Regions from separate parts of the Mus musculus genome. Here all the other regions are linked to region 2. A link is a contact called in public ChIA-PET and HiChIP or PLAC-seq data. All regions are on one chromosome and are shown on one strand. Each heading gives the region's core, a stretch centred on a gene start, on an enhancer-like site or on the middle of the called end of the contact. The rest is flanking DNA. Distances are from core to core; before and after follow the strand shown.

Evidence for each region. ChIA-PET counts read pairs in DNA pulled down with a chosen protein or histone mark. HiChIP or PLAC-seq counts read pairs in DNA pulled down with a chosen protein or histone mark.
Region 1: an H3K27ac HiChIP or PLAC-seq map of acute myeloid leukemia shows a contact between it and region 2, with 4 times the contacts expected there. The contact joins the enhancer-like site here to the promoter of Psmg1 in region 2. A contact is called at or near these places in 5 of 39 promoter capture datasets (the 3T3-L1 cell line, the C10 cell line, liver and 1 more) and 3 of 115 datasets of contacts at active chromatin or transcription factors (acute myeloid leukemia, astrocytes and embryonic stem cells).
Region 3: an H3K27ac HiChIP or PLAC-seq map of acute myeloid leukemia shows a contact between it and region 2, with 4 times the contacts expected there. The contact joins the enhancer-like site here to the promoter of Psmg1 in region 2. A contact is called at or near these places in 2 of 39 promoter capture datasets (the C10 cell line and pre-B cells) and 3 of 115 datasets of contacts at active chromatin or transcription factors (acute myeloid leukemia, astrocytes and craniofacial prominence).
Region 4: an RNA polymerase II ChIA-PET map of memory CD8 T cells shows a contact between it and region 2, with 10 read pairs. The contact joins the enhancer-like site here to the promoter of Psmg1 in region 2. A contact is called at or near these places in 2 of 39 promoter capture datasets (the C10 cell line and pre-B cells) and 3 of 115 datasets of contacts at active chromatin or transcription factors (astrocytes, large pre-B cells and memory CD8 T cells).
Region 5: a contact with region 2 is called in an H3K27ac HiChIP or PLAC-seq map of DN3 thymocytes, with 5 times the contacts expected there. The contact joins the enhancer-like site here to the promoter of Psmg1 in region 2. A contact is called at or near these places in 11 of 39 promoter capture datasets (the C10 cell line, HPC-7-derived erythroid cells, cranial neural crest and 8 more), 4 of 115 datasets of contacts at active chromatin or transcription factors (DN3 thymocytes, astrocytes, cardiomyocytes and 1 more) and 1 of 9 other capture datasets (macrophages).

Annotation. Positions count from the first base shown.
Region 1 is chr16:95,358,862-95,363,207 of GRCm38.p6, forward strand. It overlaps Erg (ETS transcription factor), which reads right to left. Exons shown (of 11, transcript NM_133659.3): 11 at 308-2,465. The coding sequence ends at 1,945. Among named protein-coding and RNA genes, the nearest start is that of Gm31641, 100 kb to the left of the region's middle. Within about 2 kb of position 1,505, at least 36 of the 459 cell types and tissues checked have an H3K27ac peak or open chromatin away from gene starts, as enhancers often do. A contact at or near this core is called in acute myeloid leukemia, where this site is marked.
Region 2 is chr16:95,989,563-95,993,580 of GRCm38.p6, forward strand. Psmg1 (proteasome (prosome, macropain) assembly chaperone 1) reads right to left here and starts at 1,398. Exons shown (of 7, transcript NM_019537.3): 1 at 1,192-1,398; 2 at 1-36. The coding sequence starts at 1,328. Brwd1 (bromodomain and WD repeat domain containing 1) reads right to left here. Exons shown (of 42, transcript NM_145125.3): 42 at 2,530-4,018.
Region 3 is chr16:95,401,575-95,405,489 of GRCm38.p6, forward strand. The region is part of intron 3 of Erg (ETS transcription factor); the gene reads right to left. Among named protein-coding and RNA genes, the nearest start is that of Erg, 130 kb to the right of the region's middle. Within about 2 kb of position 2,032, at least 22 of the 459 cell types and tissues checked have an H3K27ac peak or open chromatin away from gene starts, as enhancers often do. A contact at or near this core is called in acute myeloid leukemia, where this site is marked.
Region 4 is chr16:95,187,506-95,191,745 of GRCm38.p6, forward strand. It overlaps Gm31641 (predicted gene, 31641), which reads right to left. Exons shown (of 5, transcript NR_153766.1): 4 at 978-1,104. Among named protein-coding and RNA genes, the nearest start is that of Gm31754, 51 kb to the right of the region's middle. Within about 2 kb of position 2,331, at least 27 of the 459 cell types and tissues checked have an H3K27ac peak or open chromatin away from gene starts, as enhancers often do. A contact at or near this core is called in memory CD8 T cells, where this site is marked.
Region 5 is chr16:95,453,700-95,458,094 of GRCm38.p6, forward strand. All of the region lies in intron 2 of Erg (ETS transcription factor), which reads right to left. Among named protein-coding and RNA genes, the nearest start is that of Erg, 74 kb to the right of the region's middle. Within about 2 kb of position 1,357, at least 30 of the 459 cell types and tissues checked have an H3K27ac peak or open chromatin away from gene starts, as enhancers often do. A contact at or near this core is called in DN3 thymocytes and neutrophils, where this site is marked.

The DNA.
Region 1 (4,346 bases), core at 255-2,754, 630 kb before region 2:
TGCAGAATAGAACTCCTTAGTGACAGCCTCAGCTGTGGAGGTCTCTTTACCTGCTCAGAGCAATCATGGAGGCCCTTAGGAGAAACCTGTGTTCTTTCCATATTGGGTGAAAATGAGAGAGCAAGGAGCTCGTGGGAGTCAGGAGGCCCATGCTGCTTGTGTGCTTGGGTAACAGTACATCTGTATGACGGCCATCTGTTCACATTCTTGGACAAACTAAGACTGTAACACAAACCCCTAAGAGTCGGCGAAGTTTCTGCTAGACAACTGTTCATCAGCAAAGAAGCACAAACGGAGACTACCACCGTTCTGGTTCGCCGTGAGAGGCCAAGCTCATTTTATTAACATACATTCTGCATTCTAAGAACTAGTAACTTCATATTGTAAACATTAAGCATTACAGAGTTAAAATTCAAGGCCACATCATATGTTTTGATTGTCTCTTGTGTGTGTGTGTGTGTGTGTGTGTGTGTTTGTTTGTGTGTGGTGTGTCTTTGGCTGGCCGAGGTCAACTCGTAGTGTATAAATGCATAAGTTATATAATTATTATATAAAAAGAAAAAACCCATTGACTTGTAGACTTCGTTCTGACGAACGCACAGCGTTCGCGACTCATTAAGGAAAACTGGAGCCCACCTACCCACAATGCCTGTGTGGTCTCTGACCATGGTGGCTACCAAGGTCACCTCTCGACTGCTCCCGGGAAGGACAAAAGCCTCCACCGAGTGCTGAGGTTCTGAATTTTTGTTAAAAAATATCAGACAATTCCAGTTATGATTTCCTTTTCACAAAGAGACATATTTTTGGTTCTGAATACTACTGCTCCCAGTCCTCCACAAATCTGTGTCCTTACAACACTGACAGCATCAAACATCTCTCAACTCATGCCCTTTGGTCCCAAGGTGCCCTAAATTCAGCTGTGGTGGCTTGAGCAGCTGCCTTCTATCCTTTCCTTTCCTCCTCTTCTCCCTCTTCCTCCTCCTCTCCCTCTCCCTCCTCCTTCTCTCCCCTTCCTCTCTCTCCTCTTCTTCCTCCTCCTCTCCCTCCTCCTTCTCTCCCCTTCCTCTCTCTCCTCTTCTTCCTCCTCCTCTCCCTCCTCCTTCTCTCCCCCTCCACCTCTCCCCCTTCTCCTCTCCCTCCTCCTCCTCTCCCCCTCCACCTTTCCCCCTTCTCCTTTCCCTCCTCCTTCACTCCCTCCCCCAGCCCTTCCTCTACTTCCTCCATTTCAGCTTCTCTCCTACAATCTCATACTCCCAACAACATGCACAGCCCCCACCCACCACATGGCTCACATTTCCCATAATACTGAAAAGGAGATGAGACCCTGGGTCATCTTCACAGTTTGACAGAGCTGGCAGCTCTCTATCAAATGGAACGAATCTGATTTCAAAGAAAACAAGCAAATGCCAGCCAAGAAAGTCCACAGCCATTGTGGTCTGTGGAGGGGCCCGCCATCTCTGTTTTTGTCTGCTTCTTCTTTGGTTTTGACATGGTTTCTATTTTTAAACACAGGTAGTTTCCCTTCAAATGACATCATACATGGTGTGTTAGGCCAAGTCTGTTCCTGTTCTATTGCTTTCACTCAATCCTGGTAGGTCAAGCAAGGTCCCACACTCTACAGTTTGTACACTACTTAAGGCCACTTCCTTGGGCAGTTGTTCTTTTTGGTCAAGCTTTTCTACATACAATGTCTTTGACAAGGGTGGACCACAGGTTATATGTCCATGTACAGTATATTTTGAGCTTCTTCTATTTCTGTAGTAATACTTGGGTGGCACCCACCCTCCCCTGCGAGTCTTTGGTTTTTTTTTCCCCCCCCAGCTTCCTTCCCCAGCTCTGGCCAACCGTTTCCACTCCTCACGAGGCACTTTTGATTTGTGTTCGCTGAGTTTGTGGCGACTGCTAGGCGATTGTACACTGTTGGGAAAGGCCTCCATCTGGTCTCTAGTAGTAGGTGCCCAGGTGAGAGGGCATATGGCTGGCTGGGAGCCTAGTGTTCGGGTAGATGCCCCCAGTCGGTGAATTCCAGTATGGGTTCGGGGAAGCAAAGAAACTGGAAGATGTGACTGGGAGAGCGGGAGGGTGGGGAGACACAAAGTTCATCTTCTGGGGGTGGGCGTGATAGGAGCCCATGTATGGCAGGTCGGAGGGGTACTTGTACAGGGACGACTCAGGAGGGTGGGGCTGCAGGGCCTGGGCAATCCCGTGGAAGTCAAACTTGTAGGCGTAGCGCTTCCCGTGCACCTTGGTCATGATGTTTTTGTCGTAGTAGTAGCGGAGGGCGCGGCTGAGCTTGTCATAGTTCATGTTGGGCTTGCTCTTCCTCTCCCCCCAGCGCCGAGCCACCTCGTCCGGGTCTGTCATCTTGAACTCCCCGTTGGTGCCTTCCCAGGTGATGCAGTTGGAGTTGGAGCTGTCTGACAGGAGTTCGAGCAGGAACTGCCACAGCTGGATCTGGCCACTACCTAATGATCAGGAGGGACACAAAGCCAATCAGAACCAAGGACAGAAGGTTCAGTCCTCAATGATAGACCTCCTGACCAGGTCTGGTCTTCAACCCCAGCCCCATCTCTCTGCTCCTGGGCTGTTGTGACTTTTGACTCTTGGCTCCTCGTTTATCTAGAGAGCAATCCTTGGCTGAACAGGAAGAGCTCCACCCCCAGATATTCCAGGCCACACTGACGAAAGGGGACTACAGGACACGCTGATTCTGAATGCTGCCTGTACCCCGTAGATGCTTAGGAACCAGGCTGGCACACGATGGCTCAGCTTCAAGAAGGCTGGGAGGCTCCTCAGTGTTCCTCCTGCCCAGTGCTGCTTCCTCCCGAGAATGGACCCTTAAGGAGCCACCACTTGGGGATCCTTATCTCTGCCTCCACTTCTAGGACACTTGACCTTGTATGGCAGTCCCTGATTGCTCACACATTGGCCTCATAGAACCAACTTCTCCATGCACACACACACACAGGGAGAACACACCCAGAGCAAAGTTCAGCATGTTTCTTCTACTTTGGAATTCTTCAAAGAGCGCCTGGGTCACCCTGTTTTCAGGGGGATGAACGAGCTACTTTCCCCCCATTTTGTGAGGTGGAAAAGGCCATTCTGTGGATGGCAATAATGGCCTGCCGCCATTTATATTGGCTGGGTAAAGTGAAATAACAGAAGTCAGATTTAGGAAACGAACACCTACGAGTCTATGGAAAAGCAAATAGAGAGTGGAAGTAAACACTGTTGTTTCTAACATAAGACCTGGCGGGTGCTCAGATGGCAGCTCTGTCAGGACTTTTCCTAGGACAGAATTAACCCGCTCCAAATGAGGAAGTTTGGAAAAAGAACTGGCTCTGTTTCAAACTAAGATCGCCCATTCCCAATCCTGGGCCAAATGCAACATGACAGAAACCCATGTGCCACAGTGCTTCTAAAAGACAACAGGCTACGGGTGGAACTCTTTGGAATCAAAGAGACCCTGGCTCAGTCAGAATGAGCAGTGTGTGTGTGTGTGTGTGTGAGAGAGAGAGAGAGAGAGAGAGAGAATGTGTGTCTCTGTGTGTGTACACGTGCATAGATGTCTGTGGGTGTGGATATATGTGCTTGTGTAAGTGTGTATACATGTTCATGTATGTGTGTATGTGTGTGTACACATGTGTATGCTAGTTCATGTATGTTGATGTGAAGGTGTGGATATATGTGCTTGTGTATCTGTGTACACGTGTATACTTGTTCGAGTGTGTGGGGGTGTGTGTCTGTGTATATACATGTGTGCTAGTTCATGTATGTTGATGTGTGGGTATGGATATCTGTGCTTGTGTATCTGTGTACACATGTGTATAATTGTGTGTGTGTACATGCACACACATATATGCGTGTAAAGATAAGAAAGAAATTTGGTTATGTTGCCCTATTTTGTTTTTTAAGACAGGCTCTCTCGATGGCCTGGGGTTTACCATTAGCCTAGGTTGCCTGGCCCTTGAGCGCCGAGATCCACCTGCCTGCCTGCACATACCACTAGGGTTATCACTGTTCACAACCATACTTTGTGGTTACGTCTTTGTATTTGTTCTTTTGTTTGTTTTCTTCTCTTTGACTCAGGCTCTGGAGTTCAAACTCAGCTCCTAGTGTTTGCAACACAAGCACCTGACTGACTGAACCCTGTCTCTGACTCTCACGTCTTCTCAGAGAAAAGTCTAAGCCTATCATTCTAGCCGCCATGCTACACGGTTCCAAGGGATCTTGGGTTTGTACAGGGAATAGGTAGGCTCTGCACCAGGCTTCTCTTGTGCTGCTTTGCTTTGCCCCAGGCTTCACACTTCTCCAGAGAGCAACCCTTGGCTGGACAAGCACATCTC
Region 2 (4,018 bases), core at 148-2,647:
GATGTTTCTGTCTGTCTTCGGAGAAGCCGAACCTCCCTAACAGCAAGAGACAAAAGTGAACAAATATGACTGTGACCACCAGTTCACTGTAAGAGATGGTGATGGGCAGAATGACAGTCAGATTAAGAGATTAAGTGATAGGTGCTATATAGAGCTGGATGTATAAATAGATGGAAGACAGATGAGATCGATGGTAGACATGTTACTTATAGATATTTATATGGGTAGTAGAAAGGTGCTATATTTACATATACATGGATGGATAAATAGGTAGGTGATAGAAGACAGAGATGAGTGGATAGTTGGATGGATAGATGGTGTTAGATAAAATAATCAGTGTCCTTGGTGCCCTTGCAAATGGATAAAACACTTTCTTTTTATGAGTAAAACTACTAACAAACTTCATACTAGCCTGACACACACAATGCCAGCACCCACAAGCCAGACACAATGTAAAAAGACACTAAAAGCATCTCCAACACTCCAGCCCGCAAAATGCTGAATGTGACCAAGACTTCAAACAAACGTTCAAGCATTTAGCTGTGGCAAAAGTAAGCTAAGACTGACCATCAGACAAATCAGGGCTCTCGGGAAGAGTGTGAGAAGTGAGAGGGAGCTGTCAAATGAAACGAACTGCCAAAAGTGTCTGTCGTTGACACAATCACCGGGAAGTGTATTTTAAAAATCTAGGTGAATTTGACTGTGGACTGGTATGATACTGAAAACGTGTTATTAGCAAACGTGGGGTAGGGAAGGTGCTAAGTTGCCAACACAAACATGACGACCCAAGTTCTGATCCGAGAACCCGCCTAAAAGCTCAGAATGGAGGTACTGAAAAAATAGGAGAATCAACAAAGTTTAATTATGTGCATATTTTATGTGTGGGTTTGCTCTAGAGTACAAATAATTGAGACAGCATGCTTAGGAAGACGTGTGGGGAGTCCTAATCGGAAACTCGTAGGGGTGGTGGGAGAGGAAATGAATGTGGTAAAACCTTGACCAAGGAAGGGGCTGGCGTGACCTGACTTCTGTGTCTGAAAGTAGTTTTGAAAGAAATACGGCCGACATGCGGCGTGACCTAAAGTGCACGGTGGAGGGCGAGCATCGCTGGGCTGCCGACGTCCCAGCGTGAACGCAGGGCACCCTGCAGGCCGACACCGCCTGACGCTCGCAGCCTTCCGGGAGCCTGACCTCTTCCGCGCCAGCTGCCGCCGGACCTCCCGGTCCTCCGGCGTGTCCCGCCTGCTCTGCTCCTCCTCCTCTTCTTCCTCCTCAGTCCCAGCTCTGCACGGCGCCTTCACCACCTCGCCAAAGAACGTGGCAGCCATGGTCCCTCAGCTCCGCGCGGCCAGACAGCGCATGCGCGCCGGCCCGCAGTCACGCCCCCTCCAAGCCACGCCCCCACCCCGCCTCCGAGCGAGGATACGCCTTCCGTGGGGGGAGGGGGGAGAACCTAAGAGCTTCCGGTCCGCCGCGAGAAATGTCCCGCGGCGCGCTTCCGTCATCCTGTTAACCGGGGCACGCAGCGCCCGCTCCACACCCGGCGACCCTCCTGCAAGGACCCACCCGTGGAGGAAACCCAGAGCTGCGGGTGAAGCACAGACAGCTCCAGGGTTGATGACTGCAAGCGGATTCAGAGAACATGAGTGAGGCTGCAAGGCTAGGCTTTTTAAAACCTGGCCATATGTAACTCATAGACCGTGTTTTCTACTTTAATGACAGGAAGAATGTGTGTTTCTGGTTTGTGTGCTGGAAGACAAAGAGCTCCACCGAATGCTGCTCCCACGAGAAAAAGGGTAACTGGCACCTCAGTGGGAAATAAAAACACATTCTAGATTTGCTTGTGAGGAAATGGAGACTGCATTGCCCAGGGTAAAATGTTTGGGGATCAGAGGGTCCTTTAAAAATCAAAACTCTTGGAAAGTTGTTTAAAAATCTCTCACAATGTAGAAAAACGATGCTTCAAGTCTACTGGGAGGAAAAAGCATATCAATCTTAACATACATACTCACTGGTTAATAAAAAGCAGATGAATGCCGGGCAGTGGTGACACACACCTTTAATCCCAGCACCCGGGAGGCAGAGGCAGATGGATTTCTGAGTTCAAGGCCATCATGGTCTACAGAGGGAGCTCCAGGACATCCTTTGGCTACACAGAGAAACCCTGTCTAGAAAAACCAAAGAAATAAATAAAAAGCAGATGTATACCAACTAGAACACTTTGTGTGTAACTATAGCACACACACAAGATTCTCAGTGTGGTGTCTTTAAGACTCAGATTCCAGGGTTAGTAGAAGCGAGCTGAAGAGCAGATGTCCCTGGCTGTCTCTTTGCTGGTTTCTTAAGCGGATACTTTGCTGATAAAGATACTCGATTTGATTTCTCACTCACACATGAAAAAAGCACCAACAGAAATCTGAAGCGTGTTGGTAAATCATAGGGAAGTGGTGGCTTGTCGGCACACATTTGCAGGAGGGATTTTACTACAGTGTTACTCCATTCAGTCACAATAAAGAGACCAAACACTTTAAAGGGTAAATAAAAATATGTTCCAATTAAAGGCCAGAAAGGGATTCCATTATAAAAGGCTGGACAGGATCAGACAGCAAGATGTAACTTCAGATCTTCAATTCACACTGCCAAAATTCACAGGTCTTCATTAGACTGATATATTTTCATTTCATGGCATTTCTTGAGGATATAATTGCTCAATAAGTAATTCTATGACATTTGGGATTGGACATTTAAATTTTTCATTAAAGCTCAAAATAAATAAATAAATAAACCAAACCCATGCACCAAAGAGGAGGAAGGGAACTCTTCCTGTGCTTGTAGCAAGATGCTGAAGATTTCAGAGTGAGTTACAAAAAGACACACACTATGTTAGAATTCTGAGTTGTGTTTTTGTTTTAAGCAGGCATGCAACCACAAACAAGTTTCTCAAGTAATCTGGACACTTTGGCCATACATATAACTGAAAAAAATGTGCATTACTGTTAATGAAAAATACACACCCCTAGGTTCCATTGTTTTTTTGATTTATACATGCAAGTTATGCCTAATAGTCACAGCTATTTTTAATTGGAAAAACAAACTGTTGAAGACAAGTTTCTCCAGTAACATGATAAAAAGACTTGACAGTACATTCACAGGTCACATCTGGTGACCTTAATGTCAACAAATAGCCATGAACAACGAACTAAAGTCCACATCCTCTGTAGGCAAAACATTTGTAGCACAACGACCAGAGGCCAGACTCCCCGACACTTGGCTTGTTAGTGAGCCTGAAATGAACCTGCAGTGTCACATTCTAACTTCTAAGGAACAGCAGAGAAACGTAAGAAATAGGATCCAACTGCATCACCTTAAGCGATGAGTGCATCTTGTTCTAATTTCTGACCACAAGTCTGGCCTTTACATCTTTGCTGCTACATAGAAGAAATAAAGTGTAATAGTCACATTGAGAACTTTCTTAGAAAGATACATTCCCTGAATTACTCATACCAGGTAGCTATCATTCAGTATGAATTCCAATGTTATAAATAAGACATTAATGACAGTCTTTCCCACACTCCTCTTCAGAAGTCAGTAACACCCCAGGATTTACTCTCTCAGTTCCCAGGGATGTGCACTACATAAATCAGACCCAGTTAAAATTCAGCAGTCACATGGGCTTACTGCTCCCTCCTTTGGAAATGGCCTAGTTTTCAGTCTGTGAGGGCAAACCATTGAAATTAGCATTGTTTCCCCATATATCCCACATGCTTTTATTTCTCTAGAGGACCAAGCTGCGTCAAGCCTTTGCTTTACATTCAGTGGGTCCTTCTGCTTTCTCACCTGACAACACAATCCACATCTCCTACCTCCTTGGAACACCCTATGCTGTGCTGTGTAGAGCTAACTGGAAGCCATCATCCCACTTTGACCCAGAGTAATGGCTTTCACAAAATTGTTCAAAAGGTGCTGGGACGGCTTATGGTTGGGAGCGGACTTCAGGGCAGGCATTGGAGCTGCTGAC
Region 3 (3,915 bases), core at 782-3,281, 590 kb before region 2:
CTGGCATTCCTAACAAACAGCAGAGAGAGAGACAGAGAGAGAGACAGAGAGACAGAGACAGAGGTAGACAGAGACAGAGAGAAAGAGAGCTACAGAGAAAGGCACACAGAGAAAGACAGAGGCAGACAGAGAGACAGAGATACAGAGAGAGGCAGACAGAGAGACAGAGAAAGACAGACAGAGAGAGGCAGAGACAGACAGAGACAGAAAGAAAAAAGACAGAGACACAGAGATACACGGAGATAACGAGACAGGGATAGAGACAGACAGACAGAAGAGACAGATAGAATTTGCTCCTCAGTCATGCAAGCACGCAGCAGGAAGCTACCCTCAGTGATCAGGAAGCAGGTGCTCACCAGACACCAAATCGGTCGGTGACCCGGTGCTGGGTTTCTCAACCTCTGGGAATAAGAGGAATATACTTATGCTGCTTATAAGCCAACCTATCTTGGGTATTTCTGTCATAGACACCCAAGCGGACTCATTGGAAAGTCTCCCAGCACAGCCACAGTCTGGAGGGCAGCAGAGCTCAATTAGGAGGCAACTTGCTTGCCAATTCATGTCGGAGCCCTGAGGCAGAAGGGAGCAAGTGCCCAGGAATATCACTGCCCCCAGATCATGCCCAACGCTCGCCAAGTACAAGAAGCATATGAATAGCAAACCCAAGCTGAAAGAGAAGCCAGGCCTGCGGATAGCTTCAAGTGTTCAACAAGAGTTGGTTGCACATAGGTACACAAAGCACTGATTCTAACACAGTGACACACAGAAACTGTAAAGAGTGTGCACCTGACACAGGACTTTGAAGCTTGATTTCAAGTTCAGTGAGTATCCACTGAAGGCCACTGTAAAGGGCCCACCTGGGGGCTCCTTGTCACATTTAAGACTTTTAGGTGCAGTGCCTGTTAGCATCTGTTAGCCTCCAACACAAGAAGACATGAGATCAGGGAGAGGAGAGGCATACAACACTCTCCAGGGACCCTGATGTCTCTGGCAGCAAAGAAAATGTCCCCCTATGAGGGGAGGCCCAGAGAGGGAGATGTGAGGCTGGGGACAAGCTGCCTATGGTAGGCGAGCTTAAGCTGGCTATACAACCTTCAGAAAGTCAAAGAACTTCATCAGAAAAGCATGAGTCTAGTTGTAATCACGCCCTCTTGTAGTCTTACTGAGGAAACTGGACATCCTCTATCCTAAAATAACTTCTAAGCTCTCTCCCAATGCCATGCAGCAGATCTCACATTTAAGCTTTGTCATCATGGGTCCTAGGCATTCTCTAGGTTTAGAACACCTGCTGCCAATCTTTGGAGATATTTTTTGTCATTGTTAACTGCATGTTTTAGGCAGGGTCTCATGTAGCCCAGGTGGATCTCAGCTCTACCATGTAGCTTAGGCTGGTCTTGAACTCCTGATCCAACTGCCTCTGCCTCCTGAGTGCTGGGATTATAGCCACCTTGATGTTCTTAGGCAACTGTAGGGCTCACACTTAGGGCTGTGTGCATGGGAGAGACAGAGACAGGCAGAGAAAAACAGAGACAGAGACAGACAGGGAGACAGAGATATAGAGAGAGTCAGTCAGACAGACAGACAGACAGACAGAAGTAACAGAGAGAATTTACCCCCACACTCTACAACCTTCTAGACCACCTGAGCTGCATTCTCCTTCACAGACTGTATGCTCCTATAGCTCTATCTTCGTGCCAGTAGGAACAGTAATGTTGACAAAACTTGCAGAAAGTCAGGGTCCCACTTATACACCATGAGCATGTGGAGTCAGATATTTTTGAAGGGGGTAATGCCATCTTGCTCAGTACTTGGTGACACCAGCATCCTTTGGCCTCCATTCCCAGATACCTAGGAAACTCTCAATTGCAAAAATCCTCTGTGCTATGACCCACTGGTGGAATGGGTAAAGGTCTGCTCCACCAATGGAGGCAGAGAGCCTGACATTTTCCCTGGTATTGGTCAGAGCCAAGTCACAGTGTGAAGGCTGTCACCCAAGAGGAACCTGGGCTGTGAGCCCAGGGTGCTTCCGAGCTCTGGTCTGTCCACAGTGTGCTTGGTTTGTAGTCTATATCCTGTCCTGGCTTCCTTCCTGCTTCACACAGCTCATCCCGGTTGCAGAGCACGCCACCTCCTTTTACAGCCCGCAATGTCTCTCCCTGACCTCTACCACTCTACTCCTCTGCAGAGCCCCAGGACCGCACACCCCAGAGCCCTGTATGTGCATCAGGTTCTCAGCCTCAACACAGGCACCAGGAAGACCTGTGGACTCTGAGTAACTCAGAGTTCTCCTTCACCTGCAAGCGTCCAGGCTGGCTCTGCAGTGAAGCTGCTGGTCTTCACAGGCATGTTCTGCAAACTCACCTTCTGCTACCCTCCCTCCTGGTCACTACATGTGGGCCCTCTTGTGACCCTAGAGAATATCTCTGGTTGACCACAGGGCCTTTGCACAGAGCATTCCTTTAACCTGGGATATCCTCCACTGTGTAATCGAGAGAGTTCTTTCTTTGTTATTGGGTCTTTAACCAAATTCCACTTTCTAAGAGGTAACCTTTTTGGACCATCTTGCCTGGAATTGCCTTACTTTTCACCTTAGTGTTTGCTCTGATCTGCGCTGCTGTGTATTTTGACAAGTCAGCTGATCAAATGGTGACCTTCTTCCTTTAGAAAGCCAGCAGCAAAGAATCTTGATTGCTACATTTTTAGAACAGTGACTGTATATATAGTAGGTGCTTAACAAACTCAGCTGAACGAGTGACTGTATGCCACCATCATGTCTGAGGTCAAAGGGCCAACCAACCAAGTGACCCACTCCTCATTCGATGACCTTCACCACACTTCATGGGGCACACTGTTAATGTATCATATTGTGGGGTAGGGGGTGTAGCTCAGTTGGTAGCTTACTTGCCTAACGGGCCTGAGGTGCTAGATTCAGTTCCCAGTAGTTCATAAATCGGGGGTGGTGGCACTTCCTGTAATCCCAGCCTCTTCAAAGGCAGAAGCAGGAAGAGCAGGAGTTCAAGTCCACCCTCAGCGACACCACACAGTCTCGCCTTTGGACACATGGAACTCTTTATCAAGTTAAATAAACAAGTATTTTAAACTATTGCACCCAAAGCATGTCACTATCCAACCACAGGCTGGAGGGAGGCAGGTCCCACCCCTCCTCTTCCCAGGCTGCACTGAGAGGCAAGGCCCAGGGAACATCATCTTTCACCTCTTTGACTCCGCCAAGCACAGGGTCCATGGGGTGAGTTACAGAAGATGCCACCCCATGCAGACAGACAGACACACCTCCAGCGCAGCCCCCCTCTACTTGCTGAGCTGACCCGGCTCACTGGGCCTGTACCTAGATACTGGGTTTTTGTTTCTCACCTCCCTCAACGATGCCCAATGCTACCTCTCAGCCACCAGAAAACCAGAGTGCCCTGCCGTGTTCCTTCAACTGCTGTGAAGACTTAGACCAGAACCTGGGGATCTCCATAGGTTGAGCTCCTGACCCCCAGGTCCTGCTTCAGGACCTCGCTTTGAGAGCACCACCTCAAGGAGACACTCATCTGACAGAATTAATGAGTTCATGGCTCCAAGAGGTTGGAGAGCAAACCTGGGAGTAGAGCAACCAGCTTGGGACCCCAGCTCATTAAATACCAGTAGCTGTGGATCCTTAGGCAAGACACGAAGGATCGTCATCAAGAAATATGGTACATAAATACACAGGCTATTTTTCAATCCATAAAAAGAGTAAAATTATGTAGTTTGCAGAAAAATAAGATAATTGGAAATAATCATAGTAAGTGAACAAGTCTTTCTCAGAAAGACAGATTTCACGCTCTCTCTCATTTGTGGTTCTTATAGATTTTGTACCGACACACAAAACCACACATGCACACGTGACATATAACTGTCCAGATTGGCAAA
Region 4 (4,240 bases), core at 1,081-3,580, 800 kb before region 2:
CAGCTCTAAGGAATGTATCCCTAAGTTGTAGCTGCCTGCTTTCTACCTCAGAAGCAATTAACTCATGACACGTGGAGACTGGCAGAGTTCTCACTGCAGATTTCATATCAGAAAGGGCTTTAATAAAAGTCCTATTATAAAGGGCTTAATAAATACTAGTACATTTTTAGGAATTCTTACAGTATCATCATTACAAATTAAACCATCTATTTGTCTATATAGACAAATTATTGTCTATATTGTCTACAAGACAATACATCTTTGCTGATCTGCACAAATATGCCCAATAGGGTGGGATAGTACCCAGGGATTATATAATATTAAATTTATAAGGACAGGAAAGGCATATCAGCTTCAAGAAGCAATCCTAAGACCAAATCTCTTTGGGAGCTTGCCTCATAGAGCTCACCCATCGAGGACCATGCAGAAGCAGTGGGTCACCTTCCTGGAGGTGACCTGCTATCCTTAGCCTATCCTAGATGGCTCCTAACAGTAGTTTTTCAGTGTTTTTTGTCTTAAAAACCCCCTGTAATATGCATTCTGGACTGTTCTGTGTGGGGCAGGGGACTTACCAGGAGTGGCAGGTGTAAGTAGCTGATTGGATGTAGGGCAGGAGAGTGACCAGGAGTGGCAGGTGTGAGTAGCTGATTGGGGGTGGGGCAGAAGAGTTACCAGGAGTGACAGGTGTGAGTTCTTGGTTTTATTGTTTTTAGTCCTTTTGACAGGGGAGGAACAATAAAAATAGCCAATGATAGGGAAGCATTTGGCAGTGTTTTATTTCTGGGAAGGATCCAGACAGAAAGGGGTCAGTTGTGGCACACACGTAGTGTAGAGATGGGAGTCACTGGGAAAAGTGACTGACTTTGAGTGAACTCCTTAGTACCTGGTCTCTGCCTGCCAAAATCTGTGCCCTGAGCCTTTCTTTCCCTGTCATCTCCACTGCACATGCATCTTACCTGCATAGACAATAAACCAACCTTTGCCCAGAGCAAAATGACATTCTTCTGAGCATCTTAGCTCATTCTCGGTGATGCCAAGCGGTGTCTGGAAGTGTGGCAGGTGACTGGGGACAAGATCAATCATTCCAGAGGTAGCCAGGAGCGCCTAAGATAAAGAATGCAATTAAAAACCAATCCCAGGATGAACTCAGATACTGCCTGTCTCCTATTGATGGGCGGCTTCTAGCATCAGTGTTTCTGCATGCAAGGGGTCAAACCACAATGTCCATCAGTTAAGTTTAGAAATGAATATGGCTTCCTGTGTGAGCAGCTTCCCATAGAGTAAACAACAGAATAATGCCGCTTGTAAACAACAACAACAAAATGTATTTGAAGCATCAGCTTACAAAAGGACAGACATAAAAGCACTTGGAGCTCCTTTGCACTTTTGCCAGGTGGCAGAGCATGGTGTCCTTTCCACTGAGGTCGGTGGATGCTTCCCGTGACTTCACAGGGAGGCAGAGTGGTGGCTTCGGTCATGCTGACAAGGGAGAGACCATGGGTGGTACTTTTGATGTCCAACCTCAAATTATTCAATCAGGCTCCTTTCTAGTGATAGCAAATTCTATGCATCATCTGCCCATGCCTGAGAGGTGATTAACAGTGTTGTGAGCAGAAAGCATTGAACCACATGATGTAACTGGTTCCTAATGCTCCCTGCAGGTCTCATGCTGAAGGCATGGTTCCCAGCTTATGAGTGGGCTGGAAAATGGGAGGATCCTCTGCAGGGACCGCCTGGGAGGAAGTTACGTCACTGAGGGCGTGCACTAGGAGGGGATTTCAGTAGTGAACCGGCATCTTCGGCTGTGCATTCCTACCACAAGGCGCTACATGAATCACCACAGGCCCAAAGCATCTGAGTCACATGATCATGAGTGGAAACTACTCACAATAAGCCTGTGGGTTTTATTTTTTTTATTTTCTTTTAAGTTGATTATGTCAAGACACAGGAAGAGAGACCTACTATGGGGAGTTGCATCTAGTCACGTGGTGGTCTATGCCGAACAAACATGCTGACTTCTCAAGAAAAAGACCTCCTGAGACCTCCTGTGCACATGCTGAGCTGAGACCCTGTGCACAAGCTGAGCTGTATTTTCGGCCTGGCAGCTTTCAGACCTGAACTGCATTTTCTTCCTTCCTGTGTCTCAAGTCTTCAGTCTTGTTGCTATGGTTTGCATCTGAAGTGTGCTACCACGGGCTCCCGATTTGAATGTTTGGTTTCTGGCTTCTAATGCTATTTTGAAGGCTATGAAACATTCAAGGAGTGGGGCCCAGCTGCTGGAAGGAGGTCACAAGGGTGATTATTCCCTGCCTGACCCACACCTCCAATATGAAGCCAGCTTCTTTTGCTTTCTGGGGGTTACAATGTAAAGAGCTGCTACCTCATGTTCCTGCCACTGTGGACAGGGCTAAGGTTCCAGCTGCCACCTGTTCCCTCCCAGGAGAGATTGCACTCTCCAAAACCAGGAGACACGAGGAATCTTTCCTGCTGGAATGTGTTTTGATGTCTTTGATTTAGAGCAACAAGAAAAGTAACAAATGTGCTCACACTGTCATCTTAGACTTGTTAACCTCTTACATGATGTGAGCCAGTTCCATATGTACACACACACACACACACACACACACACACCCCTTATTGGTTCTCCTTTTTCTGGATAACTCTGATCAATAAATTTCCACTCAATATTACAAAATTTGAATGAAATCCCACCAACTAAATAGAATGTTCTCCTGGACTCGTAAGTTGAATCTTGAGTACCGTGTGTAAACATGCTTTGCCCTGTGTGGACAGTTGTGCTCTACTTCCTATAGATGCAGTGACTCATCCCTGGAAGGACTGAGATAGATAGATGCTCAAAACAGACAATGAGTTCAAAGCTGACCTCTCTACCTCTTGGTAGAGGCAGTCAGGTGAGTTTCACTGGCCTTTAGCTCATTGTGCTAAGCCTCAGTTTCTTCATCTATGAAGTCACAATAATAATATCTACCTCAAATGATTGATACAGCAAAGTGCTTTTCTGTGCATCTAGTACTTAGTAAGTCTACCCAAAGGCAGGCATTGTATGGGGTCTTAAGGAAAGTGGGGGAAATCTGTGTGCTAGAACACGGAAGAGTTGAAAGCCTTATGGGACAACTTTAATAACTGCCACAGCTTTGTTATCTATACTGTAGGATATGGCATACACACACACACACACACACATATATACACACACACATACACACACACACATATATATATAATTGCTCAGGGCAAACAGTCTATTCAACATTGAAAAATGCTTCCTTCTCCCAAGCATCTTATTCACCTTGTGTAGCAGAGAGGATGAGTTGCACTGCTCCAGTAGCTGCAGAGCTGAGCCATGAACTCATCAGCAGGCAAGCAGATAAACAGTGCTTCACATCTTGGATAGATATCGGGGAACTCACCTTTGGTAACGATGAGGAAGAGTTAAAATGCAAATGTACAATTATTGACTAGCTTTCTGAGGCCATGCCTGGTGTATTTCATTCTGAACTTCTTGCTTGGTGCCTTTCAAATCTCTCTTGCTAAATTTGGCTCCTCGAAAATTATTCCTCCAAGGCAGAAAATTGGCAGTCATTTGAGTTTCATTGGCCTTTAGATCACTGTGTTTTTTAACTTGTAATTTTCCATGGCTCTCCATTCTCCATCGAATTTCTATTGTGTACCACATTACCCATGGGGTGGCAACATTGATCTTGACCCATGGTCCACATTCCAAGAATTGTTCCATTAGATAGGCTTCTTTCGGGAATGAGTAGACTATCTCTATCAATTGAAGAATGCTATGTGTAGACAATAAATGACTATTATTAACAATGTTAAAAGCGATACATAGCCGCCATGCTTCTCAGCTGCACTGAAAGTTAACTTTTTATTTCTAACAACTTACATGGAGCATGGGTAAGTAGTCTGCGAGGAAGTTCTCATCACGGCCAATTGCAAGAGGGAAGTACACAACACAAGGGAGAGAGCGAGGAGTCACGCCTTACAGGCAAAGATGGAAAATAAGAACTAAAGGTTAGACCGCTATGCCATAAGTTGTTTGGATGCATTTCAGATGTCTGAGTGGAAGTGTTAAAACAGAAGTTGGAAACAGAAATCTAAAGTTTAGAGAGAGGTTGAGGATGGACACGGACACTGGAGACTCATCAGCATATGTAATAACTAAACACAAGCAACAGAGAGTGTTTCCTAGGGAATAGCTGAGGGAGAG
Region 5 (4,395 bases), core at 107-2,606, 540 kb before region 2:
AAGAATATAGACACAAACAAACCAGGGCAAGCAGGAGAGAGGGGAACTGAAACAGAAGGAAGTGTGAGCGACAAAGGGAGATGCAGCTCACCTCCAGCTCCAGTCAGGGTCCATGGAGACACACACGGGGAAACATACTGGGTCAAACAGTGGGTAAGCATAAAAGGGAAAAGTACAGATCACCCTGTAAACAGAGACAGGGTCATACGAAAAGGTACAAGATGCTGAAACCAATTCAGATCAAATGAAGAGAAGGACCTTCCATGCTTCTCCAACCGTGACAACGGTGACATCAAATATCCGAGAAGCTGTGGGCAAATCAGGGCCTCTAGCGAAAGTCTATGAAATGGGCCAAATCTCTAAATTTGGCAAAGATTTTAAAGGTACACATTAATTACAGGCGGCCCCAGAGTTTCTGTTTTAAGCAAAAATACACTCTTTAAAAAACAAAAAACAAAAAAACAGGTAGAGGATGCATAGCAGTGCCGCTATGAGAGTATGAAGGGAGGGAACTTCCCATGACACAACATCAGCTGTAAATGATATCTATTTTATATAGAATACAAAATTCACAAAATCATGCTTATTAAAAACTTAAAGTGATGTGGTGGTGAAATGTGTATGAATTAGTATCAACAACAACAACAACAACAAAAACAAAAACAGAACAGTTAGCTGTATAGAAGAACAAAGAGGCACATACAATCAGAAAGATCACACCACAGGTCAGCAGCCTGGGTGGCCTGCTGGGATGTGGAGAATCTAGATTATAACATCTCTGTGTTCTCCTTAGAATGAAAATGCCTTTCATTCTACATCTGTAAATTGTACAAAGCAAAATTATGCCCCCCCCCACACACACAAATGTTCATGGAGAACTCTAGACAGTGAAGGACCCCAGGACCCTTCTTATTATGCTACCAAGGAGTGATACATCATTCAAGTCTCTTGGGGTCACTAAATGTAGTCCTGGGTCTCTGAATAGAGGAAGCGACAGGCTAACCATGTCACCTGAGCAGCCAAAGCACTCTACCTTCACCTACTGCAAGAGGACGCTAATCACCAGCTCCCACCGTCCCCCTAGCCCAGGATATTCTGCCACAGGCTTGGAGGCTGTGTTATGACTTCTGGAAGTGACCCCACTGTTCACTCTGTCTGTGAAAACATCCAGGCAGAGTCTGTGGCTGGGGGCTTTCCTCCTGAAGAAATACGTAGAGGACAAAGAGTGGCATCAGAAAGCACGGCAGTTCATCACAAAGGATGACAAAGACATGAGTCCCAAGCACAGCATCTGTCACTTACTGCTTGTCTGCTATAGGCTCTACAGATAGCTCACGACAGCATGAGGCTGGGTTGCCACACTGATGGTGAGAAAGATGGGGTCACACAGAGTCACCAAACAGCTGAGCACTTAAATGCAAGGTGTATGTGCCCATATAACATAAGATATGGCCTCTGGAGTGATCTGATGGTGTTCCCAGACAGGGCAGGAAGCAATGCCCTTCATCTTACCATAGCTGACGTTTCTGTAGCAACTGGACCAGACTGGCCACAGTGGTTGACACCACACACTGTCAATACCATTTGCAAATTTCTGAGACTACACATTTCAGAGACTCCCGTGGATCTCCACAGAGTCTTATGAACACTAGTGGCTAAATCAATGCCTCTCAGCTGCAGGAAACTCACATAAGTAACATTGTCCTTAAGGCATGAGGAATAGTTGCTTTTCCGGTTTTATTGTATTTTCTATGTATCCTTTTCTAAGAAACACTGGCGCGAATGTGTGTGTGTGCACGCTTGGGAATATGTTTTTAAATATCAAGGTCTGTTTTTCAGAAGGAAAAATAATAATGAAATAAAGGAGATACAGATAATGAAAAAATCATTTTGTTCTAGAACATTTCTCAGAGAGTGGGAGTCCTCCTGTGGGTTAAATGACACCCAGAGAGTCAACCACTTTCGATTCTGCTTGCTGGGGCCACGAGTCAGGATGCTGGTGGGCATAGGTGCTTGTGCATTCACACACACACACACACACACACACACACACACACACACACACACACACACAGAGAGAGAGAGAGAGAGAGAGAGAGATTGAGATTCATCCATGTGCAGCTATAACTGCTGTATCATAGAAGACAGCTTGGATCTCAGAGTGACCCTAAATACCCTAAATGCACACAGAAAAGTTATAGCGAGAAGCTGTCTTTTCAATGAACTTGGGCTAGAACAGAAGGGGAGGGCTGCCCTGTGCTCTGGGATGTGGCAGTTACCAAGAACAACAACACCCAGCACCTGGAGTTTCTTCCAGTGTCACAGAATCCCCCACAACGCAGAACGAGGGAGGCCATGTCTAGTCCCCGGATGCCGGAAGGTAGACGAGGAAAACGGCTGCAGCAAGCACAGCTTTAGCTAAGTTCTGTAACCACATCCATGAAAAGCCCATGCAGAGTTGACCTGTCCCTCACCATCCTCAGCTCAGAGGGCTGTGGGCCTCCTTAGGAACTTTCCAACTGTTCAGAGCCTGCTCGCCTAGGCACCTTAGGAAATTTCTATATCCTGTCTGATTCCTGAACTGCTTCCACCCAAGCTGCTGTTTAAACACGTTCCCTCCATGCCCTTCCACGTACACACACACACACCACAAACCTACAGACACATATCACCAATCCATACACACATGTGCAAACACACAAATCTACAGATACACACATACACATGCATGCATACAAGATTCAACTTTATTTTTTTGTTAGATATTTTCTTTATTTACATTTCAAATGCTATCCCGAAAGTTCCCTATACTCTCCCCCCGCCCCATCCTACTCCCCTACCCACCCACTCCCATTTCTTGGCCCTGGCATTCCCCTGTACTGGGGCATATAAAGTTTGCAAGACCAAGGGGCCTCTCTTCCCAATGATGGCCATTAAGGCTTGCAACCTAGGCTTCACCGCCTCCTAAACTGTTCAGGATAAGACTGTTTCTACCATAACTCTATTCCATTCCCCTCCACCAATGCTTTTTAAAGCAGGATGCTATGTACAGACCTAGGATTCCTTGGGCTGCCCAAAAGGCAAATGTCACCACAAACAAGTTCAGAAAAATCCTTGGAAGGCTGAATCGAACACCTAACTCATAAGGTTATGTGGGGAGCAACAGGCTCCAGGGTTATGCATCTCTCAGTATTGCACTATGAAGTCCTCACGGCCATCTTCCCAACGCGCTCAGACAGATGTTGGCTCGGCTGCTGTCCTGGTTTATTAGAACCCTCAGTCTCATCCTGAAACCCATGACTTCGCAGAGAGAAATACTATTTCCTAAAAATGCCTTTACCTCTCCCGAATGAAACGCCATGTTCTCTCTACCTCAAATTGCCAAAGCAAGGCAAGAGTACCAGAAACGTGCCTCACAGGGCTTTAGGCAGAGTGGCTAAAGGAAAGGAATCCCACACAGAGGTGATGATGTGCCAGCTTCACCAGCCCAGAGTGTCTGCAAGTCAAAGAACTCATTGATTTATTTACTGAAACACCCAAAACTCCAAGCTTATTTCCAATCCAAAAATCCCCCTATGGGGACTGTCTCATGACTTCAGAGGACACTGCCCTGTGCTAATTTGAGGTTTGTCCCAGAGTAATTAAAATTGCAGCCAACAGACTCAAGACTTCTTTTCCCATGTCACAAACAAAGCCATAAAATCATCTTACTACTTGATCCAGGAAAGCTCACAGAAAGCTGATCTTCAAGTCATTCACCACTCAAGAGAGACAGCTTTAACAAGGGACATTAAAGAATTCACTGGAAGTCATTTCTATTGTAGGGAGAGACACACTACACACATGTGACACAGAATTCACACATTAACAGAGTCCTAAAAAGAGCAAGTAATTGTCCCCAAATGTATTCAAAAGATAAAAATGCAATCTGACTTCAAAGGTGACTTCTTCACACACATGGGTCTTAAACGAAACAGTGTAATGCGTTGGAGAGTTGTCCAAACACATTCCACCTTCTGCAGGGCAATCTCTTCTTTCCATGCCCTTTAAAGCATTGATTTGTGGAGTTTGATGAACCCGAATAAGCTTCTACTCAAGCTATCTAAGATTTACACAGAATATTCTAATTGTTCTGAAATATAGATAGAATTAAAGAGTCTAGAGCAGAACCCCAAAAGCAGCATTTGGTGTTGTAAAAATAAGTCGTTTCTACTCATTTATCCGAAATTAGAGTCTATCAGACACAATGCTAAAATCCCCTCTAGGTCACCATATTGCAGCTGGCCCTACTCCTTGGGTCCAGGGAAAGAAAACTCTCAGACGGCAGCCTTTGGTGTGAGCCTTACTGGATTACAGGATACAGCCTGAGACCTGAAAACTGCATGGACCTCTGAA